Regions from separate parts of the Sus scrofa genome. Here regions 1, 2 and 4 are each linked to region 3. Evidence: chromatin contacts called from public targeted proximity ligation data. All regions are on one chromosome and are shown on one strand. The core of a region is the stretch at or near the end of the contact, and the rest is flanking DNA. Distances in the headings are between cores, read along the strand shown. Region 1 has its middle 51 kb from the start of IMPA1. Region 2 has its middle 46 kb from the start of FABP4. Region 3 has its middle 58 kb from the start of FABP5. Region 4 has its middle 9.2 kb from the start of FABP4.

Region 1 (6,091 bases), core at 1,551-4,050, 230 kb after region 3:
AAAATAAGCCCTGAGAAAAGCTTAAAATAAAAGTCCCTTTAAAGCAAATGCAATTTAATTCTTCATTATCATTTATCTGGTACCTACTAAGCTTCTTTCAGATGAAAAATTACACTGTTACTGGCATTTTACTACTCTTCTTTAAATGCATTAATATTATTAATGATCATGTTCATAAATACTTTTTGATTAAATTATCTTGAATTAGGATAAAAACAAAACGATTTAAACAAGCAAATGTTTGGAAGTGAAATTTCTCAAGTTTGATGGTGTGAAATAAAAGTTTTGAATATATTTCTTTCAACAATGATCTGAAGATGGGCTTCTATTATTAAAGAAAAAGAAATGTCTATTTTGTTTCCATTTATTCTCACCTCTTTAATATGCCAGAAAAAAAAATCTGAAGTTATTTCTTGGAAGTTATTTCACAAAAGAACACTGAGTGCTCTTCTGAGATAAGGTTGAGATAGAAACATGCTGATTTAAAATTTATCAAAAATAATGCAAATCTCATACTATAATCTCATCGAGAAATTTCTCCTCTGCTTCTACAGTCGCTCTCAAAAGGCTAAGACCATCTCACACTTATATTCCATTAACCTCAGTCCCCCCCATTTCTTCAAAGCAGCGTATAAAGATCAGCTTTCTGGGGGGAGTTCTTATTGTGGCTCAAGTGGTTAACAAATCCGACTAGGAATCATGAGGCTTCGGGTTCGATCCCTGGCCTTACTCAGTGGGTTAAGGATCCGGCGTTGCCATGAACTGTGGTGTAGTTTGCAGACGCGGCTTGGATCCCGAGTTGCTGTGGCTCTGGCATAGGCCGGCAGCTACAGCTCTGATTAGACCCCTAGCCTGGGAACCTCCATATGCTGAGGGCAAAAGACAAATAAATAAATAAATAAGATCAGCTTTCTGGTAATAGAGAGGATTCTGTTGGCACCTGCTGACTTCACCTTTGTTGGAGCTGCCATAGCCTCATAACGGCTCCATCCCAGCATCTGCTGTCTTAAAGCCACAGAAGCATTCCTGTCTGGACTGGTAAACACCAAGAGATGTCAACAGCAGAACCGTTGACATTTGGTCTGGATAATTCTGTGTTGAGGGTTGGGGGAGCCATCCTGTGCAGCCTTGAGAAAGAAGGAAATCCTGCCATTTGTGACAACATGGACTTGTGCCAGTGTGCATTATGCTAAGTGAGATAAATCAGACAGAAGATGACAGATATCATATAATCTCATTTATATGTGAACCCTAAGAAAGTCAAATTCCGAGAAACAGAGAGTAGAATGATGGTTACCAGGGGCTGGGGGAAATGAGGGAACCAGTGAAATGTTGGTCAATGGGTACAAACTTCCAGTTGTGAGGTGAAGAAGTCCTGGAGATCTGATGCATCACAATGATTATGGTCAACAGTACTGTATCGTAGATCTCAGAGTTTTCAAGAGACAAGATCTCAAACATTCTCACCACAAAAAAGAAATAATAACTATGTGATGTGATAGAAGCAGTAGTTAACACTACAATGGTTATCATATTGCAATATGTTAAGTGTATCAAATCAATACCTTCGTACATCTTAAACTTAACACAATGTTATACCTCAATTACATCTTAATTTATTTAAAGGAAAGAAAAGAAAAACTAAGAATTTCTTTTTTTTTTTAGAAATGTGACTTTTTAATTCAGGTTTATTCATTTCTCTTTATTCATCCATTCAACAAATATTCATTAACTGTCTGGCCTATACTAATGGTGGTGCTTAAATGCTGGGAATATATTGGTTAGAAAGAACGGTGTGTTCTGTTAAGAAAATTTTCCATACCCGGAAAAAAAAAAACAACTTTTTTAAAAGAAACATACCAGAGCATAGCTTCATTCACCCAAATTCTCAGTGATATTCAAGTTAGGTCCTGATTCTCAGAATTAATACATTTGCAAATGTTCAGGTTCTAATTACAAATATGCTTACTTTGTTAAAGAAAAAAAAATGTAAGAACCTGAATTTTGATGGTACTATATTGGTTCAGTTTATTAATGCTTGAAATTGAAACTGGTACAATTATATATTCTGAGATAATTTCCAGTTTGCTTTTTTTAATTCATAGTAATTTCTGAGCATTAAGTAATATGGGTGAATTTTTGACTCTAAAACTTAAAATCTTTTTTCTGAATCACAAAATGAGTCCATTAAATAAACCTGTTCCTTTAATCCAAAAAGACAGTGGTCTACTCAAGGACTGCTTTGTTATTTTTTTGCACAGAGTAGACACACATGTACTGTTGCCTAAAATGTAGACTTACAAAACAAAGATAAGACCAGAATCTAATCTTCCTTGGTGGTTTTAAGACACTTTCCATAGAAGCATATCTTCCCAGTGAGAATTTAGATAATGATCCCAATCTAATCCCCTGGAAGTTTCCATTGTCCCCAGAAAGCACGGTTCCAAAAAACCCTTTCACCGGTACACTGGGCACAAGTCCAGCTGATGATGCTTAACCGCCCATTGAATTATTTGCAACAGGCCTTTCTGCCTACATTTTAAAGTTTGGCTTGAAAGAGAAGCTGTAGCGAGGCAATGGGCTTTAGTCAAATACATAACAAAATAGTTTATAGAGATATCAAATTCTATCTTATTCTTCCTATAGCTTAAGATTCAGGAGAGAGTGAGACTTTTTTTCTCTCTTCCTTGATTCTTTTCTTTTTTTCTTTTAATTGCCACATCTTTGGTATATGGACGTTTCCTGGCTGGGGTCAAACAGGAGCTGCAGTTGCCAGCCTACGTCACAGCCACAGCAACACTGAATCTGAACCACATCTGTCACCCACGCCTCAGCCTGAGGCATCACAAGATCCTTAACCCACTGAGTGAGGCCAGGGATCAAACCTGCATCCTCGTGGACACTACGTCAGGTTCTTAACCCACTGAGTCACACCAGGAACTCCTCATCCTTACATTTTTATCCAAGTAATTTCATCTTGGAAGCTTTTGTTGTTGACAAGAAATAAGATGTCTTTTTAAAAATTGAATTATAGTTGACATAATATTGTATTCATTGCAGGTGTACAGCACAGTGAAATACAATGAAGGAAACCTTTAACAAAACAAAAAGGCAACCTACTAAATGGGAGAATATATTTGCAAGATGACTTTGTTTTAACAGCCTGACCTTGAAGATGCCGTAGAGCAAATCTCTAAAACCAGGTCTAGACAGGGGTGATTGGAGGGGACAGATTTAGAAGAGGCTGGTTTTCAAGAGGAGTAGCAGCCCAGGGTCTCCCGCTGAGTAGAAACGCTGAGGTTCCACAAAGGACTTGAAGGCTGGGTAGCAGGTTTGAAGGGAGGAAGAGCAGGCTCTCAAGGGCTCTTCCACCTCGGCTCAGCCTGGAGGGGCCACACAGCTGCCCACCTGCAGGGCTTGGACAAGGAGGACTTCAGCTGTGGTCCAAATGTCTACACCTTAATGTCCTTACTTCTGGAAACACTCCCTTTTGACCCTCAGGAAACAGAAGGAATTCCCCCGAAACCTGAGATTAGGAAGACAAAGCTCACAACCAGATTTGATTTGATATTGAACAAATAAAGGAATGTGACATTTCTTTTTCTTTTTTCTTTTTTTTTTTTTTTTGTCTTTTGTCTTTTTAGGGCCACACCCATGGCATATGGAGGTTCCCAGGCTAGGGGTCCAGTTGGAGCTATAGTCGCTAGCCTAAGCCAGAGCCACAGCAACATGGGACCCGAAATGCTTCTGTGACCTACCCCACAGCTCAGAGCAATGCCAGACCCTTAACCCACAGAGCAAGGCCAGGGATGGAACCTGCGTCCTCATGGATACTAGTCAGATTGTTTCCGCTGAGCCACAAGGGGAACTCCAGGAATGTGACATTTCTTAGACCCAAGTGTTATGCAATAAGTCCACTGCCACACACATGCCCTGCCTCGCCTGCTCCAGCTCTCAGGTTTTTTGTTTGTTTGTTTTTTTGTCTTTTGTCTTTTGTTGTTGTTGTTGTTGTTGTTGTTGTTGTTGTTATTGTTGCTATTTCTTGGGCCGCTCCCACGGCATATGGAGGTTCCCAGGCTAGGGGTTGAATCGGAGCTGTACTTGCCGGCCTACGCCAGAGCCACAGCAACGCGGGATCCAAGCCGCATCTGCAACCTACACCACAGCTCACGGCAACGCCGGATCGTTAACCCGCTGAGCAAGGGCAGGGATCGAACCCTCAACCTCATGGTTCCTAGTCGGATTCGTTAACCACTGCGCCACGACGGGAACTCCAGCTCTCAGGTTTTTAAGCTAGACACCTCCAGAGGAGAATATTTAAAATATTAAAATATATAACATGTATATATATAGGTGTGTATATATGTATATATGTGTGTATATATATATATATATATATATCAGAGTTACCATTGTGGCTCAGCAGGTTAAGAACCTGACACGGTGTCCAGGTTGGATCCCTGGACTTTCTTCTCAGTGAGTTAAGGATCCAACTTTGCCATAAGCTGTGGCGTAGGTGGTAGATGTGGCTCAGATTTCTCCTGGCTGTGGCCTCAGGTGCAGCTCTGATTCAACCCCTAGCCTGGGAATTTCCACATGCCACAGACAGGGCCTTAAAAAAAAAAAAAAAAAAAAAATATATATATATATATATATATATATATCTTAGCAAATGTTGCTGCTTAAAATGAGTAGCTGTGTGGGCTTTCAGATTTAATGGTATTTTTAATGCATTATTTGTTTATAGGATAAGTAGAACAGGGCTCATGAAATTTAAACTTTGCAAATTCCACTTCCACATTAGATAGAAACTGGGTCCTGAAAGAGTTGGAAGGTCATAATTATTTAGCTATAAGAACAAAGTGGAGGCTTGTTTGGAACAAGCCATACATCGCACAGAAAGATATGATCTGGTATAAGCCTCAAGGGGAAAATCAGCTCTGATGATACCAGTGACACAGGGTGGGGCTCAGGAGCAAGCCTGCTGACATGTCTGGAGACTTAAGTGCAAACAGCAGGTAAGAAGCCTGGTTTAAGCTTGAGTCTATAAACAGTAGGAGGGAGGAGCGATTCAAGTGTGGTCTTAAAGCTGATAGTTTTCCCTTTATTTTTGCTCAGGTTTTCATTTAAAATTTATTGTAATGGAGTCTGCACAAAGGGAGGGGGTGAAGGGTGGGGAGCAGCAGGAGACTCAGGAACACAATGACATGGCCAGGGCCACAGCTTCTGTCGTGGAGGAGAGGGATGAAAAGAAAAGACCAGGGCTGGAGCTGGGGAGGAAAAGGGAAGGGGAGACACTGCAGCTGTATCTCCCCACCCCCAGGAAGCACCTCTAGTCTCTGTATCCCCCTATTTTCCCTGGGCCCCTAAGACTCCACCTCTTGTCCTGGTCCTAGTGGCTCTTTTTTTTTTTTTTTTTTTTTTTTCTTTTTCACTTTTTAGGTGCGGCATATGGCGGTTACCAGAATAAGGGTTGAATTAGAGCTAAAGCTGCCGGCCTTAGCCACAGCCACAGCAACGCAGGATCCAAGCCACATCTGCAACCTACACTACAGCTCACGACAATGCCGGATCCTTAACCTACTGAGCAAGGCCAGGGATTGAACCTGCATCCTCATGGTTCCTAGTCGGGTTTGTTAACCACTGAGCCTTGAATCCTTCTTTTGCTCCCCTTGACTTGTTTTCCCCTGACAGATTCTCAGATAAGATGATGTTTAGGGCCTGACCTCAAACAATCCCACATCATGAAGGTACAAACTTTGCTTTGCTTTCCCTCCTCCTGCCCATTCTCAAATCTCACCTCTCCCCTCCTCTCTGGGACAGAATCTTTGATTTCCTTCCTTCCTCTCCACCCTGGGAAAAAAAAAAAAAAGCACCAACTCCTGGGGAGGGGCAGCAGACAGCAGCAGGGCACTGGAAGGACGAGAGCAAGAAGGACCATGGAGGCAGAAGGCTCACAAACCCTTGGAAGGGCAGGGCAGAGGGTTGCAGAGAGGAGAGGGGGTGAGGGCAGTGGCCACTCCTGTCCTCTGCCTCCCCTGCCCACTGTCCAGGGGACTTCAACACAGCCAAGGGAACAGATATGGGGGTG
Region 2 (6,852 bases), core at 640-3,139, 170 kb after region 3:
TAGCTGCCATGTAGTTTTTACTTGTGTCAGTTGATCCAGACATCAAACACACACCACTTAAGCTTTGCATCTTAAGTTCAGATTTCTTTTTCATGCTTTTGTTTTGGTGTTGATCTGGAAACCTCTGAGAAATTAATCCTGGTGTGGAGCAGAGGGTTAGCAACAACACTCAGTTCCTGCTGAAATATTTCCTGCACAAATACATGCTTGTTTTGTCTTTACACAAATCAAAGAATTAGGCAAGAAAAATTTTTAAATTCTCTCTATTTTTTAGTCTCAATCCTTGCATATTTTATAATCTTTATGATCATACATTTTTCTGCCAATATCTCACCCCACTCATTCTTATAAAACAAGAGGAAAAGAAATTACATTCAGTCCCACTGTTTCAGAATAAGCTATTTGAATGATTTTATATATAGGTGTTAGAGTAGGTGAGAAAAATAATGAAAAATACTATCTACCAGCTTACTCCTTTTGGTGGTCTCTTTTCCATCCTAGTCCTAAACCTGAATCAAGGAGTCATCATATAAAGTACCATACTCTGGAAAAACAGACAAGACCAAATTAAGCTCAGATAGATCATTGTATTTGAACTTTAAGATTTTATTTGGTGCCAACTTATTTTCAGCAGTTGTATTACTCTCAGGTAGTTCAGAATGGCATCTACAATTCCATTTATTTTACAACTTTGTCAACAGTAAATTTGTTGGATGATTCTTTTGTGAAGAAAAAGTTTTATGAGTGCCAAAAATATATCGAGGAGTAAGTAAAACTTTTGAAAAATATTTTATTGCATAGGCCAAGACTTTGTTTTGTGTGTGTGAAAAATCACAAGTTTCAGCTTTAAAAATACATGGGTGAAACTAATTCCAACTCCCCATTGGTAAGATCCCATTTTATTTTCTTACCCCATCGATATAAAAAGATGATAACAATTGTCACAACAACAACAATCGCTACTGTTTATGTAGCACTATTTATTGTGTGAGGCCCTCTTCAAAGAGTACTAATATATGAATCCATATAATGTTCACAACTTTATGACATAAGTACTATAATTATTCCCTTTTGCAAATGAAAATAGTGAGTCAACAAGAGTCTGTGGCTTGCCCAAAGTCAAACAGATGATTGGTGGCAGAGGTGGGATTCACACCCAGGAAGTCATGAACCAGAGTCTGCATCTTCCTCCCCAAAGTTTAGAGGTATCTCTGATTAAATTCTACTCTACTCCAATACCATGTTATATGATTATTGGGATGCATGCATCTCAGAGTTGACATGTCCATTGAGTTGAGCCAAAATGATTTACTGTCTCTCCTGAAACTGAGACAATGGTGGTCACCAAATTTCTTTCTACTCTCCTGTATTTTCCAGGCTTTTCAATTCTAGCAGGGTGTTTTTTTTTTTTTAATTTAGTACGGACACCTTTATTAAACATTTTTTATCAAAATTCTTCTTCCATTTGATATCATACAGGAATTTGGAATCTCATATTATTTAACAACTTTTTTTTTTTTTTTTGTCTCTTTGCCATTTTCTTGGGCCGCTCCCAGGGCATATGGAGATTCCCAGGATAGGGGTCTAATCAGAGCTGTAGCCGCTGGCCTACGCCAGAGCCACAGCAATGGAGGATCCAAGCCACGTCTGCTACCTTACACCACAGCTCACGGCAATGCCAGATCCTTAACCCACTGAGAAAGGCCAGGGATCAAACCCACAACCTCATGGTTCCTAGTCGGATTTGTTAACCACTGAGTCACGACGGGAACTCCTATTTAACAACTTTTAAAGTGATAATTCATTTCCTTTATCAGGACCTCACCCTGCATATTGTATAATAATCCTCTAGTGAGTGCATTCATTAAAATGACAGATATTTATTGAGCAACCATTATGAAACCACCCCTGGGTTCTGTGAAACAGAACAGATGAGAAATCTTTTCCTTGAAGAGTGTACATTCTACAATGAGGGAACAGACAATAAACATAAAATATAAATGAATTGTGTATTGTAAGTGGATTATGTATTCTAGTTGGAGTCCATAAGATGAATGAAACTCTATGAGTTAAGTTACTTCCAGGCTTAGTAACAAAAAGCCCAGTGTCTCTTTTCCTCTCTAATTGACTGAGTTCAGAAGCTTTAGATCATCCAGCTACAAGATAGTGGAACCTCCCTTGGCTTGGGGCCTGGAAAGTTTAAGAGGAGCAGATTACCCTAGGCCCCATTTCCGGCCCCTTTCCTCCCCACCACATACAGAACCTCCTGTAACCCCACCACAATGCTGAATATATATTGTAAGTTAGAAATAAACTCCAACTGTGTAAGCCATTGAGCACTTGAAGAGGACTGTGCTATAACCTCGCTGATACCTGCCAGTACAAGTTTTATTCACTGTAATTCTATGTGTGGAAAACTGCTACAAAAGGTAAAGCAGAACTTTGGTTTCTGAGACAATAGAGAAATGATTCTCAAAATATGTTCTGCTAAGTGTCTTCATCAGTATTGTTAAAAATACAATTTTCAGAGTTCCCATCATGGCTCAGTGGTTAATGAACCCGACTCACATCCATGAGGATGCGGGTTCAATCCCTGGCCTCACTCAGTGGGTTAAGGATCTGGCATTGCTGTGAGCTGTGGTGTAGGTCACAGACAAAGCTCGGATCCCATTGATGTGGGCTATGGCTTAGGCCAGCAGCTGTAGCTCCGCTTCAACCCTTAGCCTAGGAACTTCCATATGCTGCAGGTGCTGCCCTAAAAAAACAAAAGACAAGAAAAAAAAAAACAAATAATTTTCAAGTTCTGGCCCCAGATATTTGTCCCTCTATGGATAGGACCTAGAATAGGCATATTTTATCAACAGTCTAGGGGATTTGTATGCATATTAAAATTTGAGATCCTAGGTTTTAGCCAAAAGTTTATATAACACAGATTTTAGCTCTGTTTGCTATAACTGCTTACTTACTTGGGATGCTTTCATAATTAACATTCTTGGAAGTTCCCATCTTGGCTCAGTGGAGATGAATCTGACAAGCATCCATGAGGATGCATGTTCGATCCCTGGCCTTGCTCAGTGGGTTAAGGATCGGGAGTTGCTGTGAGCTGTGGTGTCGGTTGAAGACGTGGCTTGGATCTGACATTGTTATGGCTGTGGTGTAGGCCAGTGGCTACAACTCCAATTTGACCCCTAGCCTAGGAACCTCCATATGCCGTGGGTGAGGCCCTAAAAAGATAAAAAAGAAATTAATATTTCTTATGAAATTTATCCAAAAGTGTTGAAGGCCTCACCTTGGTTTTATGGCCACCTGGTGTGATTTCCTCAAACTCTTCCCCCTGTTTAAAGGAGATCTCATCATGTTTAAAGATGCTTTTTTTCAACATCACTCATTATTAGAGAAATGCAAATCAAACCACTATGAGGTACCACCTTACACCAGCCAGAATGGCCACCATCAAAAAGTCTACCAACAGGAGTTCCCGTTGTGGCACAGTGGTTAACGAATCCGACTAGGAACCATGAGGTGGTGGGTTCGATCCCTCGCCTTGCTCAGTGGGTTAAGGTTCCGGCGTTGCCATTAGCTGTGGTGTAGGTCACAGACGCGGTTCGGATCCCGCGTTGCTGTGGCTGTGGCGTAGGCCGGTGGCTACGGCTCCAATTCGACCCCTAGCCTGGGAATCTTCATATGCCGCGATGCCGCGGAAGGGGCCCTAGAAAAGGCAAAAAGACAAAAAAATAAAAATAAAAAAGTCTACAAATAGTAAGTGCTGGAGAGGGTGTGGGGAAAAAGGAACACTAGTACACTGTTGGTGGGATTGTAAATTGGTGCAACCACTGTGGAAAGCAGTATGGAGATTCCTCAGAAAACTAAAAATAGAACTACTATTTGATCCAGCAGTCCCACTCCAGAGAAAACCACGACTCGCAAAGACACATGTACTCTGATGTTCTTTCACTATTTACAGTAGCAATGACATGGAAACAATCTAAATGTCCATCAACAGAGGAGTGGTTCAAGAAGAAGTGGTACATATACACAATGGAATACTACTCAGCCATTAAAAGGAATACCAGCATTTTTAGCAACATGGATGGACCTAGAAATTATCATGCTAAGTGAAGTCAGCCATACAATGAGACACCAACATCCAATGCTTTCACTGACATGTGGAATCTGAAAAAAGGACAGACTGAACTTCTTTGCAGAACAGATGCTGACTCACAGAAATTGAAAAGCGTATGGTCTCCAGAGGAGACAGTTTTGGGGGTGGGGGGATGTGCTTGGGCTGTGGGATGGAAATCCTGTGAAATCAGATTGTTATGATCATTATACAACTACAGCTGTGATAAATTCATTTGAGTAATAAAAAAATAAAATAAAATAAAATAAAAATAAAGATTTTTTTTTCTTTGTAGTGATCAGATCTCCCTCTGTAATGATGGTACAGTGGGTTTTGCCAGACAGCCAAGTTTTCTGCTGGCTCTTCCTATTTCTGGAAACCAGATAAAAGACACAGAGATTAATCTATTGTTGGCTCCAAGAACTTGCATTAGCTATATAACTCTTTGCTAATTAGGAGGTTTGAGAATGAAATAGATTTAACTCTGCATGAATTCAAACACCTAAAGCTAATAGCACCACCATTACATGTTAAAATAGATTCTTTTTCGCAGAAAAAATAGTCTCTGGTTTTGATGTAATGAACTATTCTCTAACCCAGTAACTATTAATCTTGTTGGTTCACAGGCCTTTTTGAAAATTGCTTAAAGCTATGAACCATCTCCTTATTTTAAAAATGCACTCATTTACACATAGACAAAAGACTTTGGCATGGATTCTTTCAAATCTTTATTTCTTCTGTCACATTCTTACATGCTCAAATGTGTAGGATTTGTTTTGTTTTTTCTATTATGTACTTTTTTAACTGTGGTAAAATACATACAACATAAGATTGATCATTTTGATCCTTGTATTCTTTTTTTTTTTTTTTTTTTTTGGCTGCCTCCACAGTATATGGAATTTCCCAGGCCAGGGATCAAAAATAAAAATTCTGAGCTGGAGCTATAACCTATGTCATAGCTGTGGCAGTGCTGGCTGGATCCTTAACCCACTCTGTCACTGCAGGAACTCCCTTGACCAGTTTAAAGTGTAAAATTCAGTGGCATTAAGTACATTCACAGCTTTGCAGAGCCATTCCCTACGTATACAATTTTTTAAAATAAAAATGTTTTATTATAATTGTTGTTATTCAACTTGCCTCTCCCCCTTATCTTAATGTCTTGGAGATGTTCCATGACTGTACATATTGTCATAAATTTTTGCCATAGCTATAGCTACATAATATTTCATAGTATGTACATACTAATATTTATCTGTTCCCCTGTTGATGAGCATTTTGTTGTTTTCATTTTTTTTTCACAAGTAATGCTGTAGTGAACATCACTGCACACAGAGTTTTGTGCAGTACACATAGGAATATTTTCTATGGAAATAGTATTACACATATTTCAATATCTAAGTTAGATTTCCAAGAGAAGGGATGTCCTGTCATGGCTCAGCAGTAATGAACCCAACTAATATCCACGAGGGATGAAGGTTTGATCCCTGGCCTTGCTCAGTGTGTTAAGGATCCGGTATTGCTCTGAGCTGTGATGTAGGTCACAGACACAGCTCAGATCTGGCATTGCTGTGGCTGTGGCATAGGCTGGCAGCTGCAGCTCCAATTCATCCCCTTGCTTGGGAAACTCCATGTGCTGCAGGTGAGGCCCTAAAAAGACCAAAACAAAAACAAAATCTAAGACAAGATACATTGAGACTCACTGTAACATGGTTCATGGAATTCATATTCTGAAACATGATGACAAGACATGATAGGTTGGAAAATGGTTCCCAAGATGTTCACATCCTCATTCTCTGGAAGCTGTGAGTGTTACTTTACATGCCAAAGGGGACTTTGCAGATACGGTTAATTTAAGGATCTTGAAATAGGGAGATTATCCTGGATTATCCAGGTGAATCTTAAATGTAATTGCATATTTCCATATAAGAAATTTTCCTCAGAAGAAGAAGAAGAGGGATATTAGACTACATTAGAGGAGAAGGCAATGTAATGATAGGAGCAAAAAAAACAAAGTGTTGTGGCCAGATGTCAAGGAATGCCAGCAGCCATCAGAAGCTGGAAACAAAGATCTATTCTGAAGATCCTCAAACAATTTAGAGCAAATGTTTACAAAAATGATCATTTTTTTAAAAAAATAATTGCAACTTTTTGTTTTAAATCTTTATTGAAATTATTTGCCATTTAGTATATAACACATGCATGCTTTATCTATGTAAATCCATGGTAAATTGCATAAGAGCAGGGATTATATTAATTATACATAGTTTTGCACAGAGCTGTATCTAGGTGCTCAGTCAATATTTATTGTTTCTAAATGAAAAACTGAAGGGAGGGATTCAAGGTTAATCTGACTTGATACAGAGCAAGTTCTGTGCTAACAAAGCTCCCACTTTTTTGTCTTTTTTTTTTTTTTTTTTTTTTTTAGGACCGCACCCACAGCATATGGAGGTTCCTTGGCTAGGGTCAAATTGGAGCTGCAACTGCCAGCCTATGCCACAGATTGTGTCTGTTACCACAGCTCACGGCAATGCCAGATCCTTAACCCACTGAGCAAGGCCAGGGATCAAATCTGTGTCCTCATGGATGCTACTCAGATTCATTTCCGCTGAGCCACAATGGGAACTCCTCGTAGCTCCCATTTTTATTGGCTGTGATATGCAAGAATTATGGCTCACCTAGTCGTTTCATATATTCTTCAAAATTTTCGCAAGAAATGGATTTCCATGTTCCTT
Region 3 (6,492 bases), core at 3,837-6,336:
TAGCAATTTATAAATCATAAAATGTCATTAAAATGGGAGCAAATATGAAAAACCACCCATGAGCTAGTTTTTACGAAGTCGTCTAATAAGCAAAGTTTTTTTTCCCCTACCCAATAGAATACGTTTAATCTTACCTGTGTGTCAGTCAGAAAGTCAGTGGGGGAGTGTCAAAGAACAAATTACTCAGATAAGCAGCAAACCACAAGCATTCAATTGTGTACAACCATGGGTAACTCAACCCCGTGGTTTCGCTTCTTCGTTGCTGGAGATAGGTTTCTTGAAGGAAGGGTGGTCAGGCCAGATACATCAAGAGAAAAAAGGAAAGTCATCTCAGGGAGAATGTGTATAGGCAAATAATACGCCATTATTATTAAGCACCTACCCTTTGGTAAACACTGCACTTTGCATATTTGATCTCATTTCTTCTTCTCAGTAACTCTATGAGGTTGGTAAAATTATTTCTGTTGTTCAGAAACTTACCATTGGGAAGTTAGGTACATTTTGCAAAGTTTCCCAGACAGTAAGTGACTTTGGGGAGTCCCTGACCATTCTGATTCCAGACCCAAAGCTCATGCTTCTTCTGCTCTTCCTGTGGGTGAACACCAGGGGCACTCAGTAAATGAGAAGTGAAATCCCGGTATGGCTGCCTGGCCTAATGAATGACGGGAAAATCTCTCTGCTGGGCCACAGAAAGGAGCATATTAATTCTCCTCACCTAGCTGTAAACCCACCCCATCCCCTGCAACAAACCCAAACTACAAGGGGCCTGAGCTCACCACCCCCAGACCCTAGAATTCATGCAGACAGATTCCAATTTCATCCTGTTTCTCTGCTTTTGTTTAACATCTCATCTTGGCTGCCAGTCACTACCTTTTACCTCCTGACATCTGTGGTTCCTTCTTCCACACCTCCTCTAGTTGCTCCTTTGGATGGGATTTCATGTTTCTGAGTTGTGTGTTTTAGCTTCTGCCTTTCACATATATGTATTAAGCCTATGAGTCAGGCCTCTCACCATGTAGATCTCAGCCACAAGAATGTATATTTAATCAGGAATGTATATTTAATACATCATGTTCAGGAATGTATTTTTAATCAGTGGTAACTATGTTTGGACGCTTTTCTAAAAGTTTTTAAGCCATTGCTTTACAAGTTGGTAAAACCATTTTGTATTTTATTTTATTCTATTTTATTTTATTTTATGGTAAATCAATAAATTTTGTTCTTTGCTGGTTTAATCATTTGGCAAATTATTTCTTTCCTAATTTCCCATCTGGGAGCCTGGGAGTGGTGGCTCAACAAGGCTCAGCCCCATGGCTCTTTCCTTCAGTTGGGCTTCTAATTCCTGGAAGCAGAAGGTATAATTCTTGAGTCCTACCCTAAAGACAGTGTGATAAGAACATGGGACAAAGAGGGACCTTCCAGTGGGGTGGCTGGGGAGGATCGGGCAGAACTTCCTATAGTCCAGCTAGTCTGCATGGTCTCTCTCCTTTAGCAGGACTCTCCTAGGGCTCGCATGGGACTTTCTGGGACCAGGCTACAGCACTTCCCTCTCCAAGTCCCACAGAAGGAAGCTGCATTTAGAGGCATTTAAAATCACTTATTTTCCTTCCCTTATAGAGGTCCTAGATGAATATACTCAGAATTAATAAAGAAATGGCTTAACTTTTAGAAAAATGTCTAAATATAGTCATGATGATTAAAGACCCTTTTTTTTTTTTTTTTCTGGCCACTCCAGAGGCATCAAAAATTTCCCAGGCTAGGGAATCAATCCACCACCCCAGCAGTGATGGTGCTGGATTCTTAACTGCTAGGCCACCAGGGAACTCCTAAATACACTACCATTTCAAGTGGAAACTTTTCAGTTTACATGGATTTTTGTTTCAAAATTTTAAATATAGTTTTTAGTTTGCTAACACTTTAGCATCTAAATTTAATGTGTTTTTTTTTTTTTTGGACTTCTAACTAGTTTTCTTTCCTTCCCAATTTTACACTGATCATGACTACATATTAGGATAACTTGAGAACAAATTATTTAATCCATTAAAGTGTTCCCTGCTAAACATCCTTACTTCATCTCTGTTGATTTGAGCAGTTTTCTGTTTTTAAGTTGAAACTTTCTGCAGATCTTTACCCATCTTTCTGTTTCTGAAATTCTTGTTAGAGACCAAAAAAACATTGGTGCTTTGTCTATGACAGGACTCTTGGCTAATTCGAATTTATTTCAGATGCCCTTTAAATTTAAAGTTCAATTTAATAAAAAGTCAATTTAATTGTAAAAGAATTTAAATAAAATTTGAATTTTCTGTTTTACAATGTAAATTAGTTAAACTAAAAAATCACCTTCAAAAATGAAAATTAAGGCTGATATACCATTTGATGAACTAGTAAAATAATTCTAAATGTGCTTAAATTTTGGAAATAACAATTTCATTACAAAAAACCTAAAAAAAATTAACATTACCTAATGCCAAAATTTTAGATGGAAAAAGTGGCTCATATTAGAATGTTCAGCAAATTTATGATTTGCCACCATTTTGGCTTTGTATTAGGGTTATTTTTTTAGGTAGGCAATTAAGCTCAGTTTGGCCAATATGCAAACGAATATATTTGATTTTATGTAATACAAATATTTTTATTAAAATGACTTAAAGCTACAGTTCTTAAATCTTGGTCATTGCACAGATTGATTGCTTCAAGATTTGATTTTTAGTGACTTGGCTGGTCTCCCCATCCACAGCTCTGTAGTTAAAAAACACAAACAAGAATGTCAGTAGTAATGGCAAGATTTATTGTAAATAGATAATGAACCAGTGCTGGGCTAGATACTCTGCGGTAATTGTCTTTGTCAAATGCAAACAACTTTTCAAATTGAATATTACTATTATCATTTCATAGAGAAGGGATTGGGGGTTTAAAGAAGTTAATAATATAAATTGCTCTAGGGAGGAAGAATCAAGACTTCTTGTCTCCAAGGCTATGTTGCCTAATCTAGTTCCCAAGCCATGAAAAGCAAGCTAGAAATGATTCATCTTTGCCCTAGATTTAAAGATTTAGATGAAGAAAGAGGTTGCTCCTGCTTCACTGTAAATAGAAAGAGACTGCAGTATCTGGAGCAAATAGCGGGTGGGCTAGGAAGGTTTTCAGCCAATGAATTACCTAGGGATTGGGAGTAGCAGTAGGGGTGACACAGGTGATGGGTCAGGTCCTGGCAGCTAGCTTGCAGGGGGTTAGAGACTGGCCTCTCATTGTAATGGCTGCAGCTCCACCTTCAGCAGCGTCAGCTGCCTGCTGGTCCTGGCGCCTCATCACAGTTCTCCATTCTTCTCCTGGAAGGCCATTAGGTCTGTTAGATACAAAGGGACAAGCTATTGTTCCTAAGTACAGCCTGGAACCGGTTGCTCTCTGGAATAATGCCCATCAGCAAGCATGGCTGGGGGGAAAATGAGGTCTCTTGTCTCCTGACCTCAGTGTATGGAACTGAAGGGCATGTGCTCAGATCTAGTCCCAGGAACCCAGCTGTCAGGGTCCATGGAATTAGAGGGATGCACCTGGAAAACTTTTTTTTTTTCATTTACTAAAGTTTTATTGAAGAGTAGTTGATTTACAACGTTGTGATAATTTCTGCTATACAATGAAGTAATTCAGTTAAACACATACACTTATCCATTCTTTTTCAGATTTTTTTTTCCCATAAAGGTTATCACAGAATATTGGGTAGAGTTCCCTTACTGTAGAGCAGGTCCCATTGTCCATCCATTACACATGGAACACTTTTGACTGGCATCTAGCAAAGCTTTTGTTTGGGTAGATTAGGAGGAGATATTTATGGGATGACATGTTGTGTGAGCCTTAATGCTTTATTAATATCAGCAAGCAGACCCCCCCCTCCTCCCTTTCCTGTCACTTTCTCTGTCACGGATTCCTCCTCCAGTGACAGGTCTAGGGGTAAGCAATGATTGCTCTGTGCTCTGTCACTCTTGCTGCAATGCTGCCTCCCCTCTCCAACCAAAGCTTCAGGAAGAACAGGTCTTGAGAATGAAGGGAAAGAGACCTGGGAAGATTTCCTTTTCCTTTTGCTTGTGATGACAGGATACCACATCAGTCAGATTATTTTTCTCTTCTAATCCTTTCTCTCTTACCTTTCTCAGACTGAATGTCTCTAGTTAGTGAGATGGCAAGTTTTGATATAAGATTTTTTTTTTTGTCTTTTTAGGGCTGCACCTGCCGCATATGGAGGTTCCCAGGCTAGGGATTCAATCAGAGCTGTAGCTACCAGCCTATGCCACAGCCTATGCCACATTCAAGCCACTGGTCTGTGACCTATACCACAGGACAAGGCAATGCCAGATTCTTACCCACTGAGCAGGGCCAGAGATAGAACCCACGTCCTTATGGATACTAGCTGGGTTCGTTAACCACTGAGCCATGAAGGGAAATCCTATTATATGATTTTTGTTTTATTTTTAAAATGTTCAGTTCAGTGGTTTTTAATATATTCACAAAGTTGTACAACCATCACCACTATCTAATGAGAATATTATCAGCCCCCCTCATCAAAACCCTATTCCCATTGGTCCCCATTCTACTTCCTTCCCAAGCCCCTGACAACCACTAATCTACTTCCTGTATCTATAGATTTGCCTTTTCTAGACACTTCCTAAAATAGAATCTCAATATATGAATTTTTGTGTCTGGCTTCTTCCACTTAATATGAGATTTTCTATGTTGTAGCCTGTATCCGAACTTCATTCCTTTGTATGGCTGAATAATGTTCCAGTGCATGAATATACCTCATTTGTTTATCCATTCATCAGTTGATAGAAATTTCACTTATTTTCACTTTTTGGCTTTCAAGAATAATGCTCCTATAAATATTCATATACAGGTTTGTGTGGACATATGTTTTCATTTCTCTTGAGTAATACCTAGGAGTAGAATTGTTGGGTCATATGGTGCTCTATATTTAACTTCCTGAGGAATTGCCAAATTATTTTCCCCAGTGGTTGCCCCATTTTACATTCCCACCAGCAATAGTACATAGTGAAGCAAGATAGTAAATTAATGCCAAGTAAGGCAAGTAAATTATTGAAACTAGGAACAGACAGTATCATTAGTGTGAACACCAATGGCTTAAACACAAGACGAAAATGAAAAAAAAAAATCTACAGTTAGTGACTGCAAGAAAAGCTATGAGGTGGTGTTGATAAAAAGAGAAATTAAAAACCATCTTGATTCACTGGTGTCAGTGAAAAAAGTGGGGTTTATACACACAACAAACACTAAGCTAGGAAGCTGCTTTCCACATGCAAGAGCCAGAAACTAGGAGAAGAAAGGATATCCTGAAATATTCAAGGAAGCATTCCTTTTTCTGTCAACCTGAGAGATAACAATAGGAGGTTGTGAGGAAGAGAGCTTTTAAATGTTTATAAATTATTTTTATTTTTGTCAAAATTCCTCAGGTGAACAGAGGAAATCAATAGAAATGATGGAGATCTCTGATACATTTAGGAAATGGAAAACAATGACAATAATAAGAGCTGGAGAGGTCCAAAATGGTACAGAAGTGGTGGAAAATTCCATCACCTCCTGTATATTTATCCCTGAGACTCCAGCAAACCATCGACTGCTAACATTCAGTCAGGACGCTGCTGAATTAAAATGGTTCAGTCAACCATATTAGGCAAATTTTTACCCTGGTATCCAGGAGAAGCTGTTTTTCATAGATGTTTTGCTCATATATAGGATCACCTGGAAAAGAGATACATTCTGAGCTAAGTGTCGTTAAGTGTGGAGAAGGCTTGATTAGAATTATTTACAAATATTTTAGTAGCTCTGGGGCATTAGTCATAGCTATTAGGATGTTCTGCATAAAGTCCCCAGAAATTAATAGGAATTAGTATAGTAAGTCAGATCTGTGATCATCCGGAACAGGATTATGTCCCTGGTTAAGACCCTGTGGATGGTTTGTGGAATGACAATTGAGCTTCTAGCTCTCCACCCTGTACATAAAGAATATAATAGAATTCTTTCTCAGAGTTCTCACTGTGGTACAGTGGGTTAAGATCTGAGTGCAGTGGCTCAGGTCACTGTGGAGGTGTAGGTTTAATCCCTGGCTCAGTGCAGTTGGTTAAATGTACTGGTGTTGCCCCAGTTGTGGTGAAGGTCACAGCTCTGGTTCAGACTCAATCCCTGGCCCAGGAACTCCTATATGTCATGGGAGCAGTCATAAAAAATAAAAATAAAAAACAGAATTCTTGGAGTTCTCATCATGGCGCAGTAGAAACGAATCTGACTAGGATCCATGAGGACACAGGTTCAATCCCTGGGCCTCAATCAGTGGGTTAAGGAGCCAGCATTGCCATGAGCCATGGTGTAGGTCATAGACTCGGCTTGGATGTGGTGTTGCTGTGGTTGTGACATAGGCAAGAAGCTACAGCTCCAATTCAACCCCTAGCCTGAGAACCTCCATATGCTGCAGGCACAGCCCTAAAA
Region 4 (6,371 bases), core at 2,515-5,014, 140 kb after region 3:
TCGGTTGTCCAGAAATTTAAATCAGAAGCCCATACCTCATATTTTCTGTATCTGCTCTGCAGTATAACTGGGAATATGAGAAATAGTTCCTGCATAATATATCTTCATCTCAACTTCTAAGACTTTCTCTTGCTGTATAAATAAGGTAGAATGTTCCCTGACCTAATAACCATCATCTTTCACCCCAGCATCCAATGGATTGGAAGTGAGGAAAGTGGTATATGATGAAGAGGATCACACTAAAAAAAATTAATGTTATGCAACCTTGTGTTCAACACTCTTTAAGGAATATCAGTGTGTTAAGAATCCAGCTTTGTCACTGCTGTAGTGCAGGTTTGATCTCTAACCCTACCGCATGCTATGGGCATGGCCAAAGGGGGGAAAAAAAAAAGACTATTTTCCCTTTGTTTTAATGAAGAGAATTCAGACTTAACCTAGTTCCATTACATAAAGCTCCCAATGACGAATATTTTCACATTTTTTTTTCAAATTTGCTATGTCCAAGGCGCTATGCTAGGTATGGTGCAGAAATGTAATAATAAATAACACATGATTTTTGTCTTTCTTCAGTGATCCAATTTCTCATTCTAGTTACCATCCTGGGAAAAAAACATACTACAATATAAAATCTTTTTATATATTTTGCTTTTACAAGCATCTTATATGAATTATTTTTTTTTTTGCACAAGCGGTTCTTGATGCTCTCCTAAATTTTTTTTACATATTTAGCATTTTTATTAGCATACGATGTGTAAAAGATGAGTAACACTTTCATCTCATTCCCAGTCCTCCCTCTGTCCTAACCTCCCTTCTCCATCCTGAACTGTATCCCATCTCTAACTTAAAGTTTCTAGAACCTTACTCATTCACCAAATATTTGCTGGATTAATGTATTAATGAACAAAAGGAATGAGGTATGGATTTAGGGTATGAAATCATGTTTCATGCTTGTTTATGAATTTTGAACCAACAAACCTCAAATATGAGTTTTGCAAAGATATAGCGGCACTAGAAAGGGTGTATTATAAAGAGTGGAGTAGGCAGATGTAAATCTCCTTACAAGGCAATAGTTAAGAGATGGCAAGGGGCTGAGCAAAAGCAATGACAATGAGATAGTGGAAGGGTGGTGGAAGAAATTGAGAAATGCTATAGGAGGGGTATGGGAGGCTCTTTCTTCTGGAGGAGCCTGGTCTCCATAAACAAGGTACATGGGAGAAAATAACGACTGTTTAGGAAAGTAATTCCCATAGGGAAGACTATGCTTTTGTTCACAAATATTCAAATATAACATTCAAATGCACATACAAAGCCCTTTCCTCAGAGCTGTGGGAAGGGGTCTTCAGTGCACAGAGTCTTGCTTTGCTGGGAAATGTGGGAATGGGGGATGTAATCCCTAATCCTCAGTGCTGATGGGGATGGGACCGGCACTCTTTGGTTTGGGCCAACTGTCTTGCACTTTGCTCTACAATGGACAGCTTCCATGGAATGCATCCCTCTGACCTTTGCCTGTGTTTATTTCTTTTGGAGGAAATGAGGGTATTTTCTCTGAAAATTTTTAAGTTCAAGAGGAAACATACCCAATCACTGGATAATAAAGAGTAGGGACAAAGCCCTGATGAGAGGGAGTGTTTTCACAGCATGTGGGTGGTAGGGTAAGAAAGAGGTCATGCCAAGGCTCTTTTTTTTATTGAAACAAAGTTTCTATATGAATGCATATCATTACCAACATTTTGGGGTTTGTCAAGAGTTCTAAGATGAAATTCTGACAGGAAATTTAGGCAAGCATCACTTGATTCTCTCCCCCTACAAACTGCTGGGAATATCTCAGATGAAATTTGTTTTATATTTCCTAGGTCTTACATTATTTTACATAGAGGCAACATAAAGGTACCCCTATATTAGTTTGTATACCATTCATTGAACACATGTTCATAGTGATCGATCATCCAGTCTGACTTCAAAATGGTGGTTTTGGAAAGAGTGAGTAAGCCAGTAGGCTATGGGTCAGTTAAAAAAGTAGTGGTTAATTACAGGCTTGTGTTGTGGCTTCAAGCATGTTGCATAACTTCCTCACTTGCCCTCTTACTCATAAAAGGCATTCTTCATCCATAGTCTGGTAGGCGTTAAGTAGGAACCAACTAAAGAGCTAGCAAAGCACTTTCTGAATGTAGAGTGTGCCCTACTTTGTCTTTATTTGATAAAGCAAGCATCATGATGAAGAACTGACTCTAGGCAAAAATGAAAATATTAACTAGGAAAACCAGAAAGGAATGTACAAATGAATCAGAAGACGTCACCAAGAAAATGTTCAGGAGGACAGACAGAAACACACGTACACACACCCAAGTTTGTTCTCTTCTGGCTGTGAGCTCTTTGGGGGTAGGGATTATAGTTTATTCACCCTTAAATACTCAGGCTTGGCACCCTGTGTAACAGCGGTTTTAGAGCTCATTGTTGAATTAGGAGGAAATCGATTAGATTGATTTAGATCATATTAAGATATAAATGACAGATAATATCATAATATTACTAGAAGTATTTACATCTTTTAAAAAGATTCTGATTAACCCCTCAAAATTGTTTGTGACAGAATCAAGGGGAAATTTTTAGGGTTGGGGTATACCATAGAGCAGAAGAACCAGTCTGGACCCTTGAAGCTGTAGTAATTATGTCAACTGCTACTTATGCTTATAAGAATGCTTTTCAATTCACAAAGAATGACCACCACACTCTGTCTCTTCTAAACTTCTGTTCATATTCTCACTTTTGCCAGTCTCAGCCCAGCTAGATTCTATATGCTTTTTAAATTGTCCACATATTGAGTTTTAAATTAAATAAACAGAGTTACAGGCAGATAGTCAGCTATGTATTCATTGCATGTCTAATAAGTACCAGTCTTTGTGACTGATGCTCTGGCACAAGAATGAGTAAAATGAGCAGGGAAGGCATATGAGAATTTTGAGCTTCTTGAAAAGGAAGGATGTGTATCCAGAGTGATTCTGGCCAGCAGTTGGCATAGTTTTGGGTGCATAATAGGAAACATTATTTTGGAAATAATGTTTGAGAGAGAAGTAAAAAGAAGCCAGGGAGGAGGAATACAAAAGGGAGAAAAGAATAAAAAGAAGGAGAAGAGGGGTAGAGAAAGAGATTGATTGCATGCTTAGGATGAATACGTGCACAGCCTGTGGTTGTAGACAAATGAGAAGGATGTGCTGGAATGAAAAGATTAGATGGTAGCAGTTGCCACAATAGGCACTAACTGTGAGACTTGGTGCTGATACAGACTCAAAACGATTTTGTTCTGCTCATCCAAGTACGATTTTGGTTACAAGGAAACGCTAAGTATGCTTTCTGGGAGGCACTTTTGCTGTGGGACTTCCCTCCAGTGAACTCTGATCGAGTAAGAAAGCACAAATGTCAAGCATCTGTGAACTTTATTTGCCATCTGGGTGTTAACTTCCCTCTCTCACTGGGTGAAATGTACATTCCTGCACTTATTCAGGCGTTTGCCAAGATTCTCCAAATCTAGATATGATTACCCTTGCTACAAGATTCTTGATAATGATTTTTATGCTATAAAAGACACTATCATTCTTTAAAATGTCTTCACTTTGTCAAAAATTTTATTCAGTGAACACTAAGATACTTGTGACATTTTTGTGGTTGCCTTAATAATTGTGTTTGATAAAAGAAAGATCCATGAGCTCTGGAGTTAAGACATGTTGAAATCCTGTTTCCACTATTCACTAGCTTGTGACCTTTGGCCAGCCAGTTAATTTCTATGACACTCAGCTTTCTCATCTGTAAAATTGGGAAGCTATGTTTGATGATATTGTTTAAATTAGTGCTCTTAAATGTCAGATATTTTCTATGTTGCTTAGCATAACATACTTGCACATGTTGCCTAGCATACACCTAACTTGACAGGTGGCAGCTAGTACTTATAGTAGTAATAATAATAATAATAAAGAAATTCATGAAATTCAAAAGGAGTTTTCTTGATATCCATGATTCAGAACAAGAAATTTCTTTTTTCTCAAGAACATGGTACCATTAACATGATACTGTGTCAACGCTCCCTTCCTTTTGTTGGGATAAATTTTCCTCCCCAAATGGAAATATTTAATGTTTGTTTAAAAATTAATAAGTGCTTGATTATTAAAAATTCAAACATTATAGATATAGAGGAGAAAGAAATTATTCCATTCTCCAGATCACCACATTTACTGATTCAGTGAATATTCTTTCAGTCTAGACACATGCAAACACATGGAATGTGAATATGAATTTTTACTAAAGAAATTGGATATGGAATTCCCGTCGTGGCTCAGTGGTTAACGAATGCGACTAAGAACCATGAGTTTGCGGGTTCTATCCCTGGCCTCGCTCAGTGGGTCAAGGATCCAGCATTGCCATGAGCTGTGGTGTAGGTTACAGACAAGGCTCAGATCCCGTGTTGCTGTGGCTCTGGTGAAGGCTGGCAGCTACAGCTCCGATTAGATCCACAGCCTATGGGAGCAGCTCAAGAAATGGCAAAAAGACAAAAAAAAAAAAAAAGAAATTGGATAATATGCCAAGACTTTGAACACACATGCTCTTCCATAACTTTAGTCTTCACTTAGTAATATACCACAGTCATCTCTTCATGTCAATGAATATAAAGACATCTCATTTTTAAATATTGCTTCCAAGTATTCCATTTAAATATGTGCCATATTTTAACCAATACTTCCACTTTTTGTTGTTAAAAAAATTTAGTGAACAAACTGGTATATATGTATCTTTGTCTACTTACATTAATATTCCTGTAGAGTAAATGCCTACAGGTAGAGTTGAAGGACCATCGAGTATGAGCATTTTAAATGTTGATTCATATTATTGAATTGCCTCCCCCCAAAGAAGTTATGCCCTTTAAACTCCTACCAAGAATAAATGATATTATCTCTTTCTTCCCAGTGGAACTGGCTTAAAATAGGGCTTGAAATTAATGGGATTTATCATTTGGAATAGTCATGATGGGCCCAAGGTGAGTAGACAGCAGAACTCAAACTTGAGTATGAGACTAACTAACCATGATCATCAAGGGCCTGGCTTAGAAAAGGCAAACAAATTAGATGAAAAAATGAACAACATTATGGACAAACAGTGTGTATGCTCTTCTGCTTAAAAAAAAAGAAAAAGTGTAAGACATTGAAGCAACATCCCTTCAGAAGGCTTAAAGGAGATGGTTGGACCTTTTCCAGTTTGAGAGAGGTGGAGCACTCATCCTTTAAATGTATATTTTCACCTGTTTTCAGAATAATGAGGCAGGAAAATCACAGTGACTATGTTTTAGTCAGAACTATTCTTTCAAAACCAATCAGGACCTCACAAAATATAGTTTTTCCCTTTGTGATATCTGGGTGGTTGAGAATTTGCTCTTATAGTTCCCAATGAAGGTAATTTTCTTTATTAGTATGTTCAGAAAGCATGTTTGAAATATTCTATTATTCTGGGATTTTAAAAAAACTGATTTTGAGAGTTCCTGCTGTGGCACAGTGGGTTAAGAATTCAACTGCAGCCGCTCACATTGCTGCAGAAGTGCAAGTTGAACCCTGTCCCCAGCACAGTAAGTTAAAGGATCTGGAATTGCTGCAGCTGCAGCTTGGATTCAATCCCTGGCCTGAGAACTTCATATGTCAGGAATGAGGCCATAAAAAAAATTGTGATTATAATTCTCTTGGAATGCTTATTCCCTTTAATATATAGATATTAGAGATTGCCTTACACAGATTAAAGACTGTGTTGCATGAGTGGATTTATCAGTCAGAGAAATAGACTAGGAATCCCAATCAAATTAAGTGCAAATCTGCAACAAATACATGACGATAATCAAAAGTGCATTTAGAAATGCTATAAAATTTGGTTGTGATGATCATTGTACAACTATAAAAGTAATTGAGTAATAAAAAATGCTATATTAAAAAAGTGCATTTAAACAGTGTTGGAGTTCCTTTAACATAGAAACAGAGAGAAAACTCTAGTGTAAAATTTGATTTAAAATTTAGGAAAGTGCAGATCGTGTTTCCTAACATTTTGAACTCCATGCCTAAGGATGCACCTTCGGGACCACGTGCCCTTTTGTTAACCTTCCCCCATCCCCCATTGTTGTGTATACCATGAGGCTGCCTCCTGATCATTAGTACTGTAGAGAGCAAGGATTCAACCAAGAAGAATTGTTTTGCCTACACAAAGGCATCAGTCACTCTTCAAAGGCATATCAATGAATACAAATGCTGAAAACCTCCTTTGAACTAGTATTAAAAATTGCTACTAGTGTCAGATATTGGTAAATGAAAACCTCAAGGTAGCAACAGTTTCAACTCATACAA

Evidence for each region.
Region 1: a targeted proximity ligation map of alveolar macrophages shows a contact between it and region 3. A contact is called at or near these places in 1 of 47 Hi-C or Micro-C datasets (embryonic fibroblasts) and 2 of 2 datasets of targeted methods (alveolar macrophages and skeletal muscle).
Region 2: a contact with region 3 is called in a targeted proximity ligation map of alveolar macrophages. A contact is called at or near these places in 1 of 47 Hi-C or Micro-C datasets (embryonic fibroblasts) and 1 of 2 datasets of targeted methods (alveolar macrophages).
Region 4: a contact with region 3 is called in a targeted proximity ligation map of alveolar macrophages. A contact is called at or near these places in 1 of 47 Hi-C or Micro-C datasets (embryonic fibroblasts) and 2 of 2 datasets of targeted methods (alveolar macrophages and skeletal muscle).

What each region holds. Positions count from the first base shown.
Region 1 is chr4:54,991,655-54,997,745 of Sscrofa11.1, reverse strand. No RefSeq gene overlaps it. Among named protein-coding and RNA genes, the nearest start is that of IMPA1, 51 kb to the right of the region's middle.
Region 2 is chr4:55,046,903-55,053,754 of Sscrofa11.1, reverse strand. No RefSeq gene overlaps it. Among named protein-coding and RNA genes, the nearest start is that of FABP4, 46 kb to the left of the region's middle.
Region 3 is chr4:55,221,300-55,227,791 of Sscrofa11.1, reverse strand. No RefSeq gene overlaps it. Among named protein-coding and RNA genes, the nearest start is that of FABP5, 58 kb to the left of the region's middle.
Region 4 is chr4:55,083,989-55,090,359 of Sscrofa11.1, reverse strand. No RefSeq gene overlaps it. Among named protein-coding and RNA genes, the nearest start is that of FABP4, 9.2 kb to the left of the region's middle.